2 separate regions of the Neogale vison genome follow, and region 2 is linked to region 1. A link is a contact called in public Hi-C data. All regions are on one chromosome and are shown on one strand. Each heading gives the region's core, a stretch centred on a gene start, on an enhancer-like site or on the middle of the called end of the contact. The rest is flanking DNA. Distances are from core to core; before and after follow the strand shown.

Region 1 (6,362 bases), core at 2,275-4,774:
TCCCAGCTGACATTCAACCCAAATTTTAAGGTGGAGCTGAAATGGTATCTTCTTCACAGGACCTTCCTTCTTTTCTCTCTTCTCTAAACCCTCATGCTACTTTGCTTGTATCTCTCTGGAGTGGCTTATATGCTGTATGTATGTTTATTAATATATGTGATTTATCCCTGTGATTAAAGCATGGCCTTTTCACCTCTGCAGTCTTTACAAGCATAAAATAGAAAGTTACCTGCAACTCACAATTATCGAATGAATTATGTATTTTAGTGTGACCCAAAGAGACTCCAGAGAAGCTGAACTGACTTATCATTTTCTCAATCTTTGGGCCCCCAGACCCAGAAGGGGCTCCTATGTAATCTTTTGCTACCTCTTAATTCTTGATAATTGTAGCAACACTGTAAATGCCTCCTAAGTCTGAACTTGGATAACCTTCTCCTTTGTTACTATGTCCAACCAGCCATCAAATTACTGATCTGTCTTCTGATCTTTCTTTCTTCTTTTTCTTTCAAGATTCTATTCATTTATCTGAGAGAAAGAAAGCATGAGCAGGAGGAAGGGGAGGCACAGAGGGAGAAGCAGGCTCCCTGATAAGCAGACAGAATTTGAACCCAGGACCCAGGATCATGACCTGAGCCGAAGGCAGATTCTTAACCAACTGAGCCACTTAGCTGCCCTGTCTATTGATTTCTGATTAGAATTTTCTTTTCCCTCTTCTTTCTCTACCATTTCTTCAATTATTCTGGTTAATGTCCTTTTATTGTCTTAATACCTAATAGCTTATAGTAAATTCTTCCTGGTTTACCTAATACTATTCCTAGCTCTAGCTTATCCTATACATAATGGGGACCATAATAAAAATAATTAATAAATTGGTAACGAGAAATAGGTCCATGTATATTGGACCTATTTTGTATATGTGCCCACTATATCTTTGGAGAATCACCTCCTGCCCATGTCCTCTGGTTCTAGTGGTGGACAATGGCCAGACTTCATTAGAGTACCATGTCTTTCTGGTCATAGCTATCCATTCAGGTTGGCTGAGAGACTGCTGGAGACAGTATCCTGATGACATAATCTAAGCCTTTTGGCTTTGCCTAAAGCCAGATATACTCTTGGACTTTCTGATTATGTGAGTCAATAGATTTCCTTTATTAAACTAATTTTAGTTTGTTTTCTAAGTGCAACAAAGATTTTTGATAATATGGTATGTAAAGCACTAAGCATACTACTTTGCATAGTATTAGGTATCGTTTTTATTATCTTTATACCCTTGCCATATCCTATATCCAATTCAACCTTTTCTTAACATCTGCCCATATAGACCAATAATTTCCTTATTATTCCCTGTATATTGTTCCTTTGCCTGGGCTGCCCTGCCACCAACCTAATAATGTCATTCTACACTCTTTTCGCCAATTCACATCCATCATTATTTAGAATCTGGCTTTGAAAAAAGCCTCCCATCTTCCATTTGAATAATGGTAGCTCCAAATTGTTCACTGTCTTATCTAATTTCTCCTGCATGTGTTTTCTAATTATTTCTAGTTTGCTTCTTGAGTGTACATTACTCAAGGCAAGGAAAAATATGATCACTGGGACCTTTTTAGGTTGAGATTTTGTCATTATTTTCCAAAACAACTTGCCCAGGGTTGGACACACAGTAGGTGTTCAATGAGTGTCTGGTATAGGAATAAATGAATGGAATTAAATTTAGAAGGTATGATAGTCAATTTAAAGCCAGTTGTTAGCCTAAACTTTTTCCTTTTTCTAAGCAAACATTATATTCTTAATCCAATTTCATTATGGCGTAAAACTATCACAATGATTCCAACCTCAAACATTCTTCCCATTTATGATTTCATACTTCTTTTTGCCAAGGTCTAAGGAAGGAATATTCTTTTAAAGATAATGTAACAATCAATCAAAACCTTTTTTCTCTTGTCGTACATATTTTATTAATCCAGTAGTATTGCATCTGACCCTTCAGAGGGTTCTTGCCTTGATAAACTAATGATAATAGTAAAGCATTGAAGAAGATATCCTGAGATGCTGAAAAAAAAACTGAGGGGGATAAATTTTATATTTTCATTTCCTTTTTTTGATCTAAATGGTAAAACATGCTTCTACTCCAAATAAATTAGTTTCTACTAAAAAACACAAAATTTGGAAAACTACTATTTGTAAACCAAAGGTCTGTGCCTGTCTTAGTTGAACTTAATTGCTATATGGGTTAATGGAAGGGTTGAGGGCTAGTGAATTTAAACTCCTTAAAATAGATAAAGATTCAAGCTAATTAAATTTAGTACCTCTGGGATTTTTGATACACATTCCAAATTTGTTTTTAATGACATAATTGTCCCATGTTACATTTAAGATTACATCATTGTAAACTGGTTACGTGTGGAGTTACACTAACAGAAACCAATCCCAGATGTCAAAAATAAGTAAATAAAAAAAATGTCAAAAATAAATGTCAAAAAAACAAATTACAGTTGTTGTCAACAACTGTAATGTTACCATTAAGAAACTAGAAGTTGCAAATAGAAGAGAAACACTCCTTTGAATAAGTTCTTACTATGAAAACTTTGAATAGAAAGACCTGGAAATTCAATGTATTAACTTCATGCTTTTTAAAGAGCATTTAAATCATTCTTTTTTATTTACTCTTGCAAGTGAAAATCAATGTATTTTCCCAAGGTATCTTATTCATTAAGTTTAGTGGGAAAAGAGCTCCCAATCACACAAATGGGAGCTGTGCTAAATAAATTCTGTGAACACTTACCAAGAAATAAAAATTATTAGTCATATGTATAAATGGATGTAGCTCATATTTTAAAAGAACAAGAAATGAAATTCAGTATTCTTGTTTCTTTTAGTTTTCAGGGTCCCCCGCTTCCCCTTTAACTAACAGTAGTTGTAGTAGTATCTTGCGTCTGGGGCTTTCCCTTCCACAATTAATCATCTTGATACTATCTACACCTTCCCTCCAAATGATTATTCCCCCTAGCTTTAGAACACTTGACATTAATTCATACTCCTCCATCATCACAGTTTTCAAAACATTGCCCTGCCCTTGCGTAGCTCCACAAGACACTCCCTTTTCTTTCAGAAAATTGGCTAACAGAAGAATTTTTGCTATCACTCTGTTTTCACTTCTACAAGGTGCTACTGTGTAATTGGAAAAACATCTTTGTAATACAAATTAGATTCCTTACTTTCATCAAATTTTCAAATTCAAAACACAATTTTTTAAATTCCTAGGGTAATGAACATCTATACTTCAAAAGTCGCAATACGCTCCGTTTAAACATTTGGAAGACTTGCATCCTAAGACTATCTTTCATCCTCTGACTCTAGAATCGGTGTCCTTGATCATCAGAACCAAGCAAGAAATTGTGAGAAGCTTCACCAAGCTACACCACCAGCGCGGGCAGAGGAAACGCTTTCAAAATATGTCATTCATCTTCACATTTAAAGGCAGTCTATCCATACATCTTTTACACACATCATTAAATATTGGTACTTAAGACTTCAGTCATATGAGGTAAGCTTTCTGATTTATAGGCGAAAGGGGGGGGGTGGCAAAGTCGTCTCCTCTTCTTAAATATACTTATGGAGACAAAGCCAGTCTGATTATATCTGAAAGTCTGAAGTTGCCATTTGTCAAGTCTTTTAGACAGCCGCTTATTGCATTAAATTAACCGATTCCTAGCCAAATCAGGTTTAAGGAGAGAGTGTTTCCCATGTCTACAGTGACAAACGAGTTACCAGACGTCCTTAAGTAGACTGTCAAACTTTTATGTTTACTCTTTCTAAACACATAAGGGAGAGAATAGCACATAACGAAAAGTCAGGTCTGTTTCTTAAGAAGGATGTCCTACGGGGAACAAGACGCTCACCTGTACACAACAGAGGGTCTTTTCCTGCTGCCCTCACTGGGGGAGGGGATGGACAGCGCTAGACCTTTGTCCTCCGGACCAGAGCACGGCCGGGGAGGAAGGGCGACTTTCTGGGAGTAATGCAGGCACCTGCACCTCAAAAAACTACAGGCCGGTTTTGACTCCAATGACTGCCCAGGCTTAACCTCTGGGGGAGCCCTCTAGCTCCGGGAGGGGGTTCGTTGCCCCAAACCGTAGTCACCTCCGCAGGGACAGGGGGAGGGGACAACTGGGCACTCTAAAGAGTTAGGGAATCCCCATCTTTCCCAAGCAGACCCCAACGTCCCCGCTCCCTTGTGGGGCTCGCCCCGCGGCGGAGGCTTGGCTGGGGTGAGCCTTGGCCGCGGCGGGGGCAGACCCCGTCTCTGCTCCGCGCCCCTGCCGCGTCCGCACCGCCACCGTGAGGCCGAGCCGGGGACGGTGCCCCGTGGCGGCGGCGGCTCCGCGCTCCTCTCCGCGCCGCCCCGGCCGCCGCCGCGCCGGGGACGGGCGGGGGGATTTTCTTCCCGTTCCCCCCTCTTTCGCGCTCTAGCTCCTGTTCAGCGGGAGAGCCCGCGGAGCCAGGGAGGGAGCGAGGGAAGGGGTGGAGGTGGCGGGGGGGAGGCCGGAGGGGCGGATCCTGCCTGGGGGCTGATCCCTCCCTCCCCTCGGCCGGGCTCCGTGGCGGCAGCGGCGGCGGCAGCGGCTTCATTCCCCCTCCTCCCCCGGGAGCGGCGGCGGCAGCCGGGCCGGGGCCCCAGCGCGGGCCGGGAGGGGGCACGGCGGTGGCCGCGGAGGCCAGCGCGGGAGGAGGTCGCGCTCCGCTCCCCGGGCCGCGCCGACCTGCTCGACGGCCGGCCCGCCCGCGCCCAGGGGCCCCGAACGGTGGGGCCGGGCCGGCGGCTGAGGTAATGGGGGTGGCAGCGGGGCCGGACAGAGCGAGGGAGGGGGCAGCGGGGCCTACGGGGACCAGGGATTGCGCGGGTGGGGGGGCGACGAGAGAGAAGCAGGGGGCTTCCCGAGCGGGGCGGGGGCGGCGCGAAAGCGCTCTCCTGGAGCGAGGGCGGCGGCGGGGAAGAAGAAGGCGGGTGAGGGGGGAGCTGAAAAGCGAGGACCCCCTCCCGCAGCCGCCATCTTGTTTCCCTCCCCCCCCCGGCCCTGGCTGGCGAGCCGCCGAGCTCCGCCCCCGCCATGTTCTCCGATTGGTCAGACCAGAGGAGTGTTCCACCCCCTGAGCGTCCCTTGCACCCCAGGTTCCTCCTGACGGGCAGGTGAGACGACCAATGGGCGCCCGCCTCTCTGCCCCGCTGGTTCGCTGGCGCTAGCTTTCTCTGTCTGCGGGTCGGACTCCGCGTCAGTCTGTCTCTGGCGCTCTCGCCCCCTCCCCTCAGGGGTGGAGATGTTATTTCCCTCCTTTCTCCTCGAAAGGGTCAAGATTCTTCTGGAAGAGGTGCCCTTTTAAAGGAGCAAGACCCTTGGCTGGGTCTCTCCCCTGTCTCATGAGTCTCTCGTGGGGGTGCAGGGGATACAGCCTAATTGCAGAAACTCCTCGTTCTTTGGGGACCTGGGTGGGATGGGCGAGTGGGGGCTTAGGGGTGCTGAGGAGACCCCGGGGGTGTTGGGGGTATTTGGAGGTGTTTGTGGGAACGGCTTTGTGGGTTGAGAAAATCCCGCCAAAAAAACTGGACTGTAAGCTCCTTGTGGGCGAAACTCATTTCCTCAGCAGGAGCCCTTCCCTCCAGAATTTGCCCTTCCAGTGTTTAGAGGCAGGGGTACGACTCAAGAGGTTCTCCACAGATACTTGGTGCCTGGATGAGGGCTAACCCAGGCTGCCAAGGAGGTAGCAGGTAGGGAGGAAGAATATACAGCGCTTTAACAAAGGAGGCTCCATACCCTCTGTCTAAACTATTTCTGGTTAGTGTTGAGGTAGATTTTCATACCTTTGCAAGGATCTCCCTTCCCACGAGGGGAGGGCCGGGAGGGCGTGGGGACAATGAAGCAGGTCTTTTGGCTGGGACTACCCCCAGGAAGTTGACATTTGTCAGGCATATAGTGGCCAAGGGCCTCTGGAACCTGGACAGAATTGCTGTGATGATTCTGTTGCCTTTTGTCCCCATTGGGGTGTGTCCCTGCCTGGCCCTGTTCCTCAGCCAAGTTGTTTTTTGTTTGTTTCAGTCACACTTTGGGATTGGAAAGCCTTTTAAATAAGGGTGTTAATAAACCTTATTAGCATATGGCAACCCCTAAAAGGTAGATTTTATTCTCATTTTATTGTGGAGTCTGGAGGCACAGGGAGATTAAGTGACTTTCTCCAGGTCACACAGGGCCAAGATTAGCACCTGGAGTGCCCCAGAGACTGATTTCGTTCTAGACCATGGCATCTCTGTGGTGTTCTTCCCAGTGAAATGAGTTCAACCCATCATCTAGGTTTGAACTGTAGCTTTA
Region 2 (6,716 bases), core at 445-2,944, 160 kb before region 1:
TCCAGGCACTGTGCAAGATGCTGGGACAAGATAGGCAAAATCAGAGCACTCCAAGGGATGCGTAACACCAAAGAGAATAATCATGGTAAGTGCTGAAAAGTGTCCTGGCTTGAACCCAGTTCTTTCTTTCTTTTTTTTTCTAAGATTTTTAAAATATATTTGAGAGAGAGAAAGTGAGAGCATGAGCGAGGAGAAGGTCAGAGGGAGAAGCAGACTCCCCATGGAGCTGGGAGCCCAATGCCGGACTCGATCCCGGTACTCCAGGATCATGACCTGAGCTGAAGGCAAGTCGTCCAACCAACTGAGCCACCCAGGCGCCCTTAACCCAGTTATTTCTAAGAGAGATTGTGACAAGCTTAAAAGTGGGGGTAGGTATGGGGTTATAATATCTTGCCCAATCACACTTATTTTGTTCAGCTTTATAAATGACCCTATTAAGTGGGAATGTAAGGCAGGAATTATTTTTGCAGGAATTATTTTTCCCAGAACTAGAACGAAGGTCTAAGAAAGGTCAATCGACTTGCCTGATGTGACACTGCCAAAAGACCACTCTCTGCCTTGCTCTCCTTTTTTTTTTTTTTTTTTTTTAAGATTTTATTTGACAGATAGAGATCACAAGTAGGCAGAGAGGCAGGCAGAGAGAAGGTGGGGGGAGCAGGCTCCCTGTCGAGCAGGGAGCCCGATGTAGGGCTCGATCCCAGGACTCTGGGATCATGACCTGAGCCAAAGGCAGAGGCTTTAACCCACTGAGCCACCCGGCTGCTTCTTAATCTGAAAGGCATGAATCAAATGCTTAAAATCGTCTTCACTGGAAGCTTCAGAGCAGAAATCAGTTTCAAACCCTCTGAGTAATGTTTCAAAACCCCTTTCAAAGGGAGATACCGGAGACTTTCCTTAATCAGAACTACCTGGGGCATTTTGTAAAAATGCGCATTCTTGGAGCCTGTCACGGACCTATCCACTTAGACTCCCTGTGGGTCCTGAGACTTGCATTTTTAAACATCTAAAGTGATTCTTCTGCACATAAAAGTTTAAGAACCGCTAGGAGAGTTTGGATGGAAAACCTCAGCCTTAATGCAGAACTAATATTTGCTTTTGGGATAGAGTTCGTCACAATTCCGAAGATTAAGCCGTATGTCCTTGAGCAGATGGAATACAACGGCTTTCTGGCCAGAATCTCCTTTTTTTAATGTAAATATTTCTTGGAAATTGGGTGTTCTGCTTAGCAGATGCTCGGCTGCTGGTGACTACAGGCAGTTCAAAGATCTTTTGGCTCTTTTCCCGACACCCTATTAGTCACTGTCGCTTTCCACAACAGAGTCAGGCACTTACTCCGCCGACCACGGTGGGGCGCACGCGGCATACATTGCCAGCTTATCCCTTCCTTCCCGGGTCCGCCTTCGCGCCCTTAAGTCCGGGAGAGTTCTTGCCTCCGGTGTCCAGCTGTTGCTCTTTTCTCGCGAGAAGTGCTCCTCCCATCCTCTCCCGTCGTCAACCCCCTCCCGTGGGCAGGTTCCATATTGGGTAAAATCTCGGCTCGTGGAGAGTCCCGGGAGCTGATCTCGCGAGAGTACGGCAAGAGGCTCCTGTTCGCTGGCTTTGGAACGGCGACCACTGGAACCTCAGCGGGCGCTGCAGCTGGAGCGGTAGTCCCGCGGTGCAGCCGGGAGTCGGCCTGGTCTGGGAGAGGGTGCAGGGAGAGCGTGGTGGGCGCAGCCTTGGGCTCCGGAGCGTGCCCTTGCCCTTAGCCGGGCTCGCTCCGGTCGCTGAGGCGCGTCCAGCAGCTGCGGCTGACAGGGGCCGCGCGCGCGGGAGTCGGCGGGGTCGCGTCTGCCGCACCTGCGCCGACTGCCAGCTCCAGGTCCCCGCCCGGCCGGGCGGGCGACGAGGGCCTGGGAGCGGGAGCGGGCGCAGGCGGGGCCCCTCAGGGCCACCTCCTAGCCCCGCGGCCGCCGCTGGAAGATGTCTCAGGAGAGGCCCACGTTCTACCGGCAGGAGCTGAACAAGACAATCTGGGAGGTGCCCGAGCGTTACCAGAATCTCTCCCCGGTGGGCTCTGGTGCCTATGGCTCCGTGTGGTGAGTGTCACCGGGCTTGGGTCTGCGGTGGGCTGAGTCGCCCTTAATACCCCAGAGCCAGGCCTGCCCCCATAGCTCAGCGATGCACCAAGCGGCAGGAATTTTCCTTGGGGGAGAGCACCGCTGCCTCTTGGACCCCTGTCCTGCACTCCCTGTACCCCTTGCACCCCTCACTCTGCACCCCCAGGTAGGCGGTCAGCTGTGTGCAGGATGCAGGTCCATGGTGGGTTGTGGTGCTGGAGCTCGGCCCCGGCTCGCACCTTGCGCAAGCCCTTCTTGTGGGGATTGCTGCTTCGGGGGCAGGCACGGGGGCGGGGGCGCCTCTTCGGGGGTCTCCCTGCCAGCATCCAGCAGGAAGATCCTCTCGGGAGGTGCGTCTACTTTGGGCGCCAAAGCCCGCCCTCAAAGCAGACAAGCCCGGGAAGCTGCAGGGAGAAGCAGAAGGGCAAAACTCGACCGGGAGATGCGGTTGTCCGAACAAAACTGACGACGACGAAGGGCGTTCTGTCCGGGTTTTTTTTTTTTTTTTTTTGCAAACCTCTTTCGAAATCTCCTTTTGAGAAGCATTCGTTTTGAATTCGCACTTGGATTAGCAGCGACCCGTAGAACCTAAAATACCGACTTTATCTCGGCCAGCACAGTGCCAGCTTGAGTGGTGTGTTTCCGATTCGGTTGAAAGCGTATTTCCTTTTTGCAGAGTGGGGGTGGGTGGTAGTGCCTGCAAGAACACTGCAGCTTGAGAAGCTGGCGGCCTCACTGATTAGTCACATACCACTGCTCATTTAAGTATTGTTTGGCAAAACAATTTTCCCCTTTGGAGCAAGCGAGATTCAGATCCGTTGGACGCGCTCAAGAGCAAGAAGTTACTAACAATGCTGGGATGTATTGTAAATATTTTTAAATTGCAGTACATCTTGTGAATATTTTTTTTTTTTTTAAAGTCCGTGAGAGAGTTTGCAGGGAACTTATCTGCATTTGTAGCCTGAGGTACACGATGTTTTTTGTAAAGATCTATAGCAAAGGAAGGAGTAGTCTATAGCAAAGGAAGGAAGAGACACGTCTCATCTTTAAATCATACTGGGTGTTTTAAATTAAATTGATACCATAAAATTTCTGGATCTGAAATATTTCACTAATTTAGGTATTACACACTCGATTTTAGATTTACTGTAACTTGAGAGCTGCTGATTTGAGACTAATTCATGTATTCATGTGCATGCATCATTTGAAAAGGGCTTTATAAAATTATTTTTTTGTTTTGGAACAAATTCCAGACTTTTGGATGTGTTAATCTTTATAATTCCTGTGTTTCTTGAAGTCACATCATGAATTTCCTGTTTGGTAGAATCTTCTGGGTAATTGAGATTATGCAATTGTGTCAGGAAACAGATCATGTTGCATCTTCTAGTTCAAGCTGTGTGAGTTAATGTTGCTGATGGCTCCTTGCTTGACATCTCCATTTTTTTAATAATACGGCATTTTAGATTTTAAGGGAATTTGCGACATTTTACTATAGATGTGTATATATGTGTGTGTGATTGATTTGCAAATTTTCAAAGATTTATTTAGATCATTGCTTTTTTGATAGCTTACTTTTTTACCTTTATTTTTCATTCTCCAGTTGACATTAATTTTGGTAGTACCAGGTTTTTGTTTCCAATGATGTTTAAACTTTAATGAAATGATACAGCAGAATAACTCAACTCTGGGGAGTTTAGTGAACTTGAAATGCTTGTAAGGTTTTCCTGCTGTTGGTATGAATAACTCTACACTGGAATTGAAGATTCAGATTTTCAGTGAAGTGTCATTAAAATGACCTTTACATTTCTTTAGTACTGTACTTTTCTGGCTTACAGAAGCCAGCAGTATCTGATACTTGGAAGTAATTTTGCCAAACAGATTTTTAAAAATAGGTCATGTGTTCACATTGTATAAAATTCAAAAGGCATAAAAGGATATTTAATGAAAGGTATCCTTTCCTTCTTGTTCTCCAACCATGCCATTCCTTTCCTCAGAGACAACCACTGTTCAGTTTCTTATGTGTCTTTTTTTTAGTAGTAATTCTGTTAAGGGATTTACATTGTAACCTATGGTATAATGATGGAGGAAAATACGTCTGTTATTATGTGACAGTTGACTGTAAACAAATGTAACTGACTTTGGGTTGGAAATACTGGAATTCAGATTTACAATTAAGTGGTATCTCATTCATTTGAGGTTGTTCTTTCAATTAGTTTTTTGGGTATTGCAGAAAACTGTTTTTTTGTGTCGTTCCCCCCCCCCCCCCGCTTTTAAATTTCTTATAGTATCCATTCTGGAGCCTCTGTTATTTTTCACTACCATCATCCTTTGAGAACAGATTTGATTTTAGGAAATAATGCAATCAAACTGAATTCAAATAGTTTAGAGAACTTGTACTCAAGTCTGGTGAAAAAGATTAGGCATTCAGATTGGTCATACTGTTTTAGGTCAAATAGGAGTTGTAACTATAAAGTAATGACCGAATTTCTTGTGTGACTTGTAGAACTGGATCTGAAGTCTGTTCCAAAAAAGAATCTCTGAAAGCATTTTAAGGAATGCAACCTCACTGAAATAGGTGTCAGTTTCCTAATTTGATTGTTCCAAAGTGTGATATGCTTTGATGTATAACTTAAGTTTTTAAATATTAAGCCTATTTTCATTATTTTAATTTGTTCTAAGTATACGGTAGAAAAGCAAATAGCATCCTGTATGATAACCAACTATGAATCCAAGATGGAGGAATCAGACTAGAAATTGATAAGGTTTTATAAATATGCTTTTCCTTTTTAAGGGGGTAAAGGGAACTAAATAAGTCTTGCAGTTTTAAGGAACTTTGTGCATCATCTGTGAGGGGAAATGAAGCAAAAGTATTGTTTAAGAATACTTTGTTGCAAAGCATTGATTTTTTGGTTTTGGGACAGAAGGGGGGGTACTCTTTGTGGTGAATTTGAGGAAATACAAACAGGAACTTAAATGCCTTTCCTCTGGGTATGGTTTTTCCAGACCCTTGCTGTTGATTAGAGGAGGTGGGGCCCTGGTCTCCATAAAAGAGGTGAGAGTTGAGAATTACTCTTAAGTCATAGTCATTTGTTTATTCTACAGTATTGAGTACGGCTATGGACTAGATAACGGGCTAGGTTTCCTGAGCTAGAGCGCTGAGCAAGACAGAGTGAGAGAGTCCATTCCCTCCTCAAGCTTATAGCCTAATGCGAATAATAACTATATTTTATGGATTGCTTACTATGTTCTGGGCATTTTGCTGTGTAGTTTATATTTATCATCAGTATATAAAGCATATACACGATTTTTAGTAAGAGGATGGCAAAATTTACTAAGAAATCAAATCCAGCTTCCTAAATGCTTTGTGTAATAAGACTGTATATACGTAAATGTAATATAAATAAAGCTAAGTTTTAGTGCTAATAGCCATTTACAGTTTTAAATCTTTTTTTTTTTTTTCTTTTGGGATGAGCCAGGGCACAGATAAATGAAAAAACATCACTGTTGACTATGTAAAGATGACTTTCTTGACTCCTGATCAATAAGAGGGGCTTGCCCTTTATTTTTCTAGTGGTGATAGTAGGCCCGTACTGATATTTCTTCCCATTTGCTTTTCTTTGTAACCAAAAGTAAGGTGATTGGCTGCATGTCACCAGTACTAACAAATAAATATTTAAATCTAATAACAAATATTTATATTATTGATATATAAAGATTTTTAAAAAGATTTTATTTATTTATTTGACAGAGAGATAGTGAGTGCAGGAACACAAGAAGGGGAAGTGGGAGAGGGAGAAGCAGGCTTCCTGCCAAGCAGAGAGCCCTATGTAGGGCTCAATCCCAGGACCCTGAAATCATGACCTGAGCCGAAGGCAGACACTTAAAGCCTGAGCCACTCAGGCACCCCCGATATAAAAGATTCTTTAAAAAGAACTCAGATTTGGGGCACCTGGGTGGCTTAGTGGGTTAAAGCCTCTGCCTTCTGCTCAGGTCATGATCTCAGGGTCCTGAGATGGAGCCCCACATCAGACTCTCTGCTCAGCAGGGAGCCTGCTTCCCCCTCTCTCTCTGCCTGCCTCTCTGTGTACTTGTGTTCTCTCTCTCTGTCAAGTAAATAAATAAAATCTTAAAAAAAAAAACCCTCAGGGGACGCCTGGGTGGCTCAGGTCATGATCCCAGCTTCCTGGGATCGAGTCCCGTGTTGGACTCCTTGCTCGGCGGGGAGCCTGCTTCTCCCTCTGCCTCTGCCTGTCACTCTATCTGCCTGTGCTCACTCTCTCTGTCAAATAAATAAATAAAATCTTAAAAAAAAAAACCCTCAGATTTGTTATGAAGTCGTATTTTATTTATCGAATCCCATTTTCTTACTGATACTTTTCTACTGGCTCCCATTTTAAAATAAGGGTATTCCGAACCTCTGGCTTTTCAGTTCTGCCAGTTTAATTTCTTGATACTGAAGACTACTCTTTTTAAATTTCCCTCTAACTCAGCTTTAGGGATGATTTGTCTGTTGACTCTATCATGAACTTGCTTGGGCAATTGTGCAGATGGTGTTGAACCCCTGAAGCTTTGAATTCAAAGGTGGAAGAATTCACCGGACTAGATCATTCTCATTTT

Evidence for each region. Hi-C and Micro-C count contacts between places; a contact is called where the count stands out from the background.
Region 2: a Hi-C map of fibroblasts shows a contact between it and region 1, with 3 times the contacts expected there. The contact joins the promoter of MAPK14 here to the promoter of BRPF3 in region 1. A contact is called at or near these places in 2 of 3 Hi-C or Micro-C datasets (fibroblasts and muscle).

The regions. Positions count from the first base shown.
Region 1 is chr1:116,664,478-116,670,839 of ASM_NN_V1, reverse strand. It overlaps BRPF3 (bromodomain and PHD finger-containing protein 3), which reads left to right and starts at 3,524. Exons shown (of 13, transcript XM_044254793.1): 1 at 3,524-3,544.
Region 2 is chr1:116,826,310-116,833,025 of ASM_NN_V1, reverse strand. It overlaps MAPK14 (mitogen-activated protein kinase 14), which reads left to right and starts at 1,694. Exons shown (of 12, transcript XM_044254815.1): 1 at 1,694-2,078. The coding sequence starts at 1,963.